2 separate regions of the Hordeum vulgare genome follow, and region 1 is linked to region 2. A link is a contact called in public Hi-C data. All regions are on one chromosome and are shown on one strand. The core of a region is the stretch at or near the end of the contact, and the rest is flanking DNA. Distances in the headings are between cores, read along the strand shown. Region 1 holds the start of LOC123430611 (acyltransferase-like protein At1g54570, chloroplastic). Region 2 holds the start of LOC123409457 (MDIS1-interacting receptor like kinase 2-like).

Region 1 (4,388 bases), core at 1,022-3,521, 420 kb after region 2:
GTGTGCCAATCACGCATCTCACGATGGAACTGGACAAATTGTTGAAACGTGACCGGTTCTTGGTGCAGGGGCTCAACATTTTCACCTTGAAAATCAAATCCTTGGTCGAAGATACTGTCATCACGCTCGTCCTCGACGATCATGTTGTGCATGATCACACAAGTAGTCATCACCTCCCAAAGCTTCCTTTCATCCCATGATAGTGCAGGGTTTCGAACGATACCCCATCAGGATTGAAGCACACCAAAAGCACGTTCCACATCCTTTCTAGCACTCTCTTGCATTTGGGAAAATTTCTTTCTCTTCTCATCTTAGGGGTCTGAGATTGTCTTCACAAAAGTTGACCACTCAGGATATATACCATCAGCTAGATAGTATCCCGTGTTGTACTGGTGACCGTTGATCTCAAAGTTGATAGGGGGAGTGGCCTTCTGCAAGCCTTGCGAAGACTGGAGAACGCTGCAGCATGTTGATATCATTGTGAGAACCTGTCATGCCAAAGAAAGAATGACATATCCAAAGATCCTGCGAAGCCACCGCTTCTAATATGACAGTGCACGCTTTGACATGCCCCTTGTACTGGCCCTACCAAGCAAATGGACATTTCTTCCACTCCCAGTGCATACAATCTATGCTGCCAAGCGTGCCTGGAAAGCCTCTAGATGCGTTGGTCGCCAACAATCTCTCTGTATCAGCGGCAGTTGGCTGCCTCAAGTACTCAAGGCCAAACACCTCGATCACAGCCTGGCAAAACTTGTACATTGACATGAGACATGTTGTCTCACTCATACGCACATACTCATCCACCAGATCGCCTGGAATTCCATATGCAAGCATTCGGATGGTCGCGGTGCATTTCTGGTAAGAGGAGAATCCTAGCTTGCCAACGGCATCCGTCTTGCACTCGAAGTATGGGTCATGAGCAACCACTCCCTCTTGGATACGATTGAACACATGCCTTGCCATAAGAAAACGGCGACGGAATTTATCCGGCTTGAAGAGCGGTGTGCTCGCAAAGTAATCGACATAGAGCAGAGCTCGACCTTTCTCCGTGTTGCGGTTCAGGTTCGGAGCACGACCAGGGAGTGACCCCCTGTACCGAGGAAGCTGTCATTGAATGTGGTCGTGAACCATCACTTCAGCCACCACAATATCTTCATCATCGAACGACGAATCGTCCGATGAATAGATGAAGTGGTGGAAGAAAAACTCATCACCACTGTCCATACCTTTGCGGGCAAAGTGTCGAACACCTTGCACTCGTGGTGGCAAAGAGGCCGCGATGGTCACCTCGATGCAGGGGTGGTTGGTGGCCGGCTACTGGCCGCTCTGGAGCACTCGTCGAAAGTTGTCGCGGCCGCCTGTGGTACGTCGCCTGCGGCCGTATCCACTCTGCCGCCGGCTACGACGACGGTCAAACCTTCTCCGATCGACGCCCAAACTACGATGAAAGCGCGGGCGTGGTGGCGGCCATGGCCAGACGGGGTTTGCTATGGACGGTCGGGGGATGAGGTGGCCGGAGAATAGCGGCGGCGCCGTCGACGGGGCGGGGCGGGAGAGGGGGTGGAGGCGTTGGAATTTTTGGGAATGCTTGTGTCCCCGACACGCGGGCCACGCACGGACAAGGGCGTGCGGCGAGCGCATCCGCGCGATGTCCGTTTTTCCCAAACCGAACGCAAGTTTGAGACTTTGGGCTGAGGATGGGTCGAAAACGGATGAAATCCGAACATTTGTCTGTATGGGTCCGCGCGTTGGGTCGTGGTATTCGTCTGTTCTACTCCGAACGAACGCGTGCAAACAAGATGATGTCGCGTGATGGAGTTGGCCTCACAAACGGTTGTGGGAAAGATCGTCAGTCAACAAAGGGACTTATCGGCGGACGGACAAGTTGTTCGAAAAATCAAGGAACTGCTCTCTCAATTTCAAGTCTCTAAGAGTTGTACGGGTTGCTGTAAGTCGTCGTGTAAAACGTGGTTTCATGTGACTCGTAGCTCGAAGATTACGTGCAGAGGGGGCTATGAACAATGAATAAATGAGCAACATTTCCCTCAAAAAGAAAAGGACATACGTCAGACACGTCTGTTTCTTTAGGGATCCAGACACGTTTATACGTTTGTGGGAGCTAATACTAGTACACTACATGGGATGGGATTAGAAAAAGGAAAAAGAAAGTTGGTGCGGTCAGCACTGAGCTTGTCCCCCTTTGTCTGCTTCCCCGGAGAGTGGCTTGCTCTTGATCTCTCCTACGTGCCCCGCTGCCACCCCAATCACTCGCCGCCCCATCCCCTCCACAGACCCCGCCCTTCTTTTCTTCTTCAACTAACTCCTCCGTTTCTCCAACCAAAGGCATCCATCCGCGCCACTTCCTTCTCCAGCAATGTCCATTCCCGCCCTCCGCTCCTTCCCCGCCGTCTACGGCGTGAAGCCGGCCGGCCGCCTGGTCCGACACCATTCCCGGCTCGGCGGCGGCCTCCGGGCCAGCTCCGTCGCTGTGAACGGGGAGGTGGGGCCGAGAACCAAGGGCGGGAAGAAGGAAGAACCGGCGAAGGAGGAGGACAGAGGGCTGGAGCCCCTCTACGACGATGGGTTCGGGGGCGTGACCGTCAAGGACTACTTCGCGGCCGCCAGGGCCCTGTGCAAGGACGACGGAGGGCCGCCGCGGTGGTTTTGCCCCGTGGAGTCAGGCCAGCCGGCGGTGGAGGACGCGCCCCTGCTGCTCTTCTTGCCAGGTTGGTCGTCCAATCTCTCGCAATAAACAACTTCTCCATTCAGGTTGGTCACTGCATGATGGAGGCAGCTCATCAGCGCGAGATCACCTCCATGTTTGCGGTGACCTGAATGGCTAAATGGAGAGTTTGCTTCTGTTCTAAGAGTGTGCTTCGAATTGACTGGACTGCAGGAACTGACGGTGTTGGGATGGGACTCATTTTGCACCACAAGTCTTTGGGCAAGTGAGTATGCTGTTGTATTCAACATACAGTATATACTTTATCTCTGCTATCACCTTTAGCGAAATACTATTGCCGGCCAAGCAGGAAAAGCCTGCTTTCAGCGTTACTACTAGTGTGCTAGTCTCCATGAAGTCATTATTTATCAAATTAATCAGGGCTAAAACAGTAGGGACGCAAACACACAACAAGCCTAGATATAATAAGAATATTAAAAGTCAAATATATGCCGATATCAAATGAGATGTACATAAATTAGACTTTTAGAACACCTATATGCGGGTTGATGTGAGCATCGCTGAAAAATCATACTCCCTCCGTACCTAAATATAAGTCTTTTAAGATATTTCACTAAGTATCTACATACGGAGCAAAATGAATGAATCTGTACTCTAAATTATATCTATATACATCTGTATGCAGTTCGTTAGTTGAATCTTTAGAAAGACTTATATTTAGAAACAGAGGGAGTACAAGGCAAGCCTTTCCCCACAGTGCAATGCAAAGAGCCCACGTCGAACCTGTACCTTTTGGCGCAAGTGGTTCTGGGTCCGACGTGGCCTCTCCTACCTAAAAGAACATAAATTTTTAATTTATATAAGGATCAAATATAGCTATGTTCACCTTAAATTCTGTCAAAATTTTGTTCTCGATGTAGAATCAACCAATAGATGAAGAAGTGAGAGGGCCATGCATATAGCATTAATATGTTCTCCAATACATAAGTAGATCTTCTTTGGTTGATGTTATTTGCAAGATGAGTTCAATAAACCTGAAAGGAAGGAATAAGCCTACGGAATGTGACCTGCGATATGTTTACATGTTCCTTCTTATTTAGGGGGTGTTTGTTTTCAGGGACTTTTTGGTATAGGGACTAAAAAAGTCTTTTTTAGTCTCATTTGAAACAAACAGGAGGGACTTTTAGAGACTAAAAGAGGGTATTTGGGACTAAAGGAAGAAGTTCGTATGTGAGGGTCTTTTTGTGACTTTTTTGACACTTTTTCCAACAGTGTCCTTACTTTTAGCATGTCATTTAATAATTCTAGTATATTACTACGGGTAACATTGTCTTTTTACATGTCATTTAATGACCTCTAGTCCCTGTTTAGTCCATAAAAATAAACGGATAGGGACTAGAGACTTTTTAACTGGGACTAAAAAAGTCCTAGAACTCTTGAAACAAACAGTGCCTTAGTCTAAAACTGCCCAATGTGACAAAGTAGTCTGCCTCCTTTTGTTTGTCGTTTTCTACTTTCAAGTCTAATAAAACCTCATGTTTCTCGTTTGCAGGGCCTTCGAAGTTCGTTGTTTGCATATACCAGTAAATGATCGTACACCATTTGAAGGTATGACTTGTCGTTATTCGGCTTCACTATTATTCCCTCAGTCCTAAAATAACTCTTTCAAGTTTAGTATAACTTTGTATTAGAGCTAGTATAA
Region 2 (4,568 bases), core at 38-2,537:
AATGGAATCACCGCAGCGGCAACGCAACCCGAACCACCGCCGCGTCCACGAATGAAGCGTCGCCGCCACCACGCGCCTGCCGCGATAGAGCCATCCCAAGTCGTCGTCCGATTCCCACTACACCCAATCGCCATGCAAGCTTCGCCATTGGGATCGGAAGCTGGCAACTGCGGCAGGTGGCGGATCGAACCAATGGAGGCGGTGATTTTCTAATTTGGGGTCGGATCGAACCAGAGGTGGGGGGAGATAAGGAATGCACGTTGTCAAGGCCACACCGCACGAGAGAGGCGTCGTAACGATGAGGCGGCTTACAGGTCGTTGCTATCCTTCGACTGATTCTAATCCTTTTTCTTATATGTGTGGCATGTGTATGGCCTAATGTGTTTGACATATGAATGTTGCTACACGCTAGTAAGCATAATCAATTGCCCTCATGATTTGTGTGTGTGCACCTTACCCATCACATCTATTTAATAAATTAAAAGATGACACCATCAATAAAAAAATACCAAGCCTAGCATATTAAAATCTTGTGATTTACCGACTACACATAACACAACAACAAAACAAAACTATGAATGAGATTCATACAGTATGTGACGATCATATCAAAGCACGTGACCCCGAGAGTGGGTTTTTTAGCGGTTCGGGTATTTATCGGGTACGAGGATGCCATATAATAGAGCAATGAGATTCATACAGTATTTGACGATCAACGTGTATAGACTTATTGTGTACCGAAGCACAATACATGTATACATCTGTATATGTTGTATACCATTAAATTCAATATAGTATTATTGGTTATGGGATGAGAGCATAGCTCTCCACTAAGCATATTGTGTCTCAAGTCTCAACGGATGTTCATCCAACATCCAACGATATCCCCGTACCCGATAAAAGCTAGCACTACTAATTTTTCATTTGGCACGCGACTCCTTCTAGTTAGTGTTATCAAATTCAATTCATCCAAAATTACTCCTTTTGTCTTAAAATAATTGTCCCAATTTTATATTATTTAAAAAAAATACTAATATTAAGACACTTATTTTAAAACTGAGAGAGTATAAAAGAACTCCTTCAACCTGCTTTCTATACTTTTTTCTTTCCGGGTGACACCTTCAACCTTTCAAGGAAAGGAGCGGACATGTATATGGCAAAAACAAACAAACAAACACATTTCATAATTTACAGTCCTGCCCTGAATGGCTGCTAGTATTAACACTTCTACCATCGGTCAACGCCCTCATATGAAATGTCCACTGTCTGTAGAAGTTCTCGGACCGCAGGCAGTGCCCGCGATGGCTGCAGCTGCACACGTACTCCTATGACAAAGTTGACAAACGATCCTCATCCAACTGCTGATTCTCCGAGAGAGATCGACATGAGGCGCCATGATCACCATCGAGCAAGAACGTGCAGGCGAGACACTGTCCCGCTTACGCTTCTTCTCTTCCTACTCCTGTCGTCCTCGCAGCTGCGCGGCGCGAGCTCTGCGCGCGGCGAGGGAGAGGTGCTCCTGGAATGGAAGGACAGCCTGCCGCTGACCGCGGCCGCCGCGGGCGCTCTGGCCTCGTGGGACCGGGCGGCCGCCGCCAACTCCAGCTTCGCGGTGTGCTCGTGGCACGGCGTGACGTGCGATGTCTCCGGCCGGGTCGTCGGCGTCGACGTGTCTGGCGCCGGCATCGACGGCACGCTCGACGCTCTGGACCTCTCGTCTCTGCCCAGCCTCGGCAGCCTCAACCTCAGCTACAACACGCTGGTCGGATCGTTCCCGTTGAACGTGTCCGCGCCGCTGCTTAACATCTTGTCGGTTGATTTGTCCAACAATAATTTTTCCGGCCCGATCCCGCCGGCCTTGCCTGCGTACATGCCTAACCTCGAGCACCTCAGCCTTTCTTCCAATCAGTTCGCCGGCGAAATACCGCCTTCCGTCGCCAACTTGACCAGGCTTCAGAGCCTTGTTCTTGGCAAGAACGGTTTTTCCGGTGGCATACCGCCGGCGCTCGGTTCCATCTCGAGGCTACGAGTGCTCGAGCTGCACAGCAACCCGCTGGGAGGCGCGATCCCCGCCTCTCTCGGCATGCTCCGGTCGCTCGAGCGCATCAATGTCAGCATCGCGCAGCTGGAGTCCACCCTTCCGACGGAACTCAGCCACTGCACCAACCTCACCGTCATTGGGCTGGCAGTTAACAAGCTCTCCGGGAAGCTGCCGGTGTCGTGGGCCAAGCTGAGGAAAGTACGAGAATTCAACGTCTCCAAGAACATGCTCGCCGGGGAGATCTTGCCGGACTACTTCACGGCGTGGACACGTCTCACGGTGTTTCAGGCGGACAAGAACCGTTTCATCGGCGAGATCCCCGCGGAGGTCGCCATGGCGTCGAGGCTGGAGTTCCTCTCCTTCGCGACCAACAACCTCTCCGGCAAGATCCCGGAGATCATCGGAAGTCTGACGAATCTGAAGCTGCTGGACCTCGCCGAGAACGAATTTTCTGGTACGATACCACGGAGCATCGGCAACCTCACAAGATTAGAGACTCTTCGGCTGTACAACAACAAGCTCACCGGCCGATTGCCTGACGAGTTGGGGAACATGAGAGCGCTGCAGAAGATATCTGTGAGCACCAACATGCTCGAGGGGGAGCTGCCGGCCGGGCTTGTCCGGCTGCCGGACCTCGTCTACATCGTCGCCTTTGACAACTTCTTCTCGGGGACAATCCCGCCGGTTTCCAGCCGCCAGCTGACCGTGGTAAGCATGGCAAACAACAACTTCTCCGGCGAGCTGCCCCGGGGGCTGTGCTTGAGCGCCTCCCGCCTCATGTACCTTGGCCTGGACAGCAACCGCTTCACCGGCACCGTGCCCGCTTGCTACCGAAACTTGACCAAGCTGGTACGCATCAGGATGGCACATAACCTTCTTACCGGCAACGTGTCACGAGTCTTGGGATTGCATCCTAACCTTTACTACATTGATCTCTCCGGGAATTCCTTTGCCGGCGAGCTCCCGGAGCACTGGGCTCAGTTGAAGAGCCTCCTGTATCTGAACCTGGACCGCAACAAGATCACCGGGACAATTCCTCCCGGTTTCGGTGACATGTCTGCACTGAAGGATTTGAGCCTCGCTGCGAATCACCTCACCGGCGCGATCCCTCCGGAGCTCGGCAAACTACAGTTGCTCAATGTGAACCTGAGGCACAACATGTTGTCAGGTCCGATCCCTTCGGCACTGGGGAACGTGACAACCATGCTGCTGCTAGACCTGTCCGGGAATGAGCTCGACGGCGGCGTGCCCGTGGAGCTCACGAAATTGGACCGCATGTGGTACCTCAACCTGAGCAGCAACAACCTCACCGGACCCGTGCCGGCTCTGCTGGGCAAGATGAGGTCGCTGAGCGACCTGGATCTCAGTGGCAACCCTGGCCTGTGCGGCGACGTAGCCGGCCTGAAATCCTGCAGCTTGCATTCCACCGGAGCCGGGGTTGGCTCAGGGCGACAAAACATCAGGCTGATCCTTGCTGTCGCACTTTCTGTTGTCGGCGCGATGCTGTTCTTCATCGCTGCAGTGGTCCTCGTGCTCGTCCGCAAGAAGAGGCGAACAGACGAAGACACGGAAGAGACAATGGCGAGCGGCAGCAGCACGACGACGGCTCTGCAGGCGTCCATATGGAGCAAGGACGTGGAGTTCTCCTTCGGCGAGATCCTGGCGGCGACGGAGCACTTCAACGACGCTTACTGCATCGGCAAGGGCAGCTTCGGGAGCGTGTACCACGCCAAAGTACCGGGCGGCCACTCTCTCGCCGTGAAAAAGCTCGACGTGTCGGAAACAGGGGACGCGTGCTGGGGCATCAGCGAGAAGAGCTTCGAGAACGAGGTGAGGGCACTGACGCACGTCCGCCACCGGAACATCGTCAAGCTCCACGGGTTCTGCGCCACCGGCGGGTACATGTACCTGGTCTACGAGCGCGTCGAGAGGGGCAGCCTCGGGAAGGTGCTGTACATGGGCGGCGAGCGCAGCGGCGAGAGGTTCGACTGGCCGGCCAGGATGCGGGCGATTAAGGGCCTGGCGAACGCGCTGGCCTACCTGCACCACGACTGCTCGCCGCCGATGATCCACCGCGACGTCTCGGTCAACAACGTCCTTCTCGACGCCGAGTATGAGACGCGGCTGTCAGACTTCGGCACAGCGAGGTTCCTCGCCCCCGGACGCTCCAACTGCACCAGCGTCGCCGGCTCCTACGGATACATGGCGCCAGGTAACGTACATCCTACGCGCGACACCAGGTACGGCGACCAAATTGTCCTCCATTACTGCTTGCAAGCTCACATTTGCCGGCGTATTTCTTGCTGCAGAGCTCGCCTACTTGAGGGTGACGACCAAGTGCGACGTGTACAGCTTCGGCGTGGTGGCCATGGAGATCCTGACAGGCAAGTTCCCGGGCGGGCTCATCAGCTCACTGTACAGTCTCGACGAGACGCAGGCCGGTGTCGGCAAGTCGGCGGCGCTCCTGCTGCTTAGGGACCTGGTGGACCAGAGGCTGGACAGTCCCGCCGAGCAGATGGCAGCGCAG

What was found. A called contact is a pair of places that touch in the nucleus more often than the background predicts.
Region 1: a Hi-C map of seedling shows a contact between it and region 2, with 4 times the contacts expected there. The contact joins the promoter of LOC123430611 here to the promoter of LOC123409457 in region 2. A contact is called at or near these places in 2 of 6 Hi-C or Micro-C datasets (leaf and seedling) and 1 of 1 datasets of contacts at active chromatin or transcription factors (embryo).

Annotation. Positions count from the first base shown.
Region 1 is chr1H:265,018,915-265,023,302 of MorexV3_pseudomolecules_assembly, forward strand. LOC123430611 (acyltransferase-like protein At1g54570, chloroplastic) reads left to right here and starts at 2,272. Exons shown (of 13, transcript XM_045114465.1): 1 at 2,272-2,729; 2 at 2,900-2,951; 3 at 4,239-4,294. The coding sequence starts at 2,378.
Region 2 is chr1H:264,595,314-264,599,881 of MorexV3_pseudomolecules_assembly, forward strand. It overlaps LOC123409457 (MDIS1-interacting receptor like kinase 2-like), which reads left to right and starts at 1,288. Exons shown (of 2, transcript XM_045102354.1): 1 at 1,288-4,253; 2 at 4,351-4,568. The coding sequence starts at 1,328.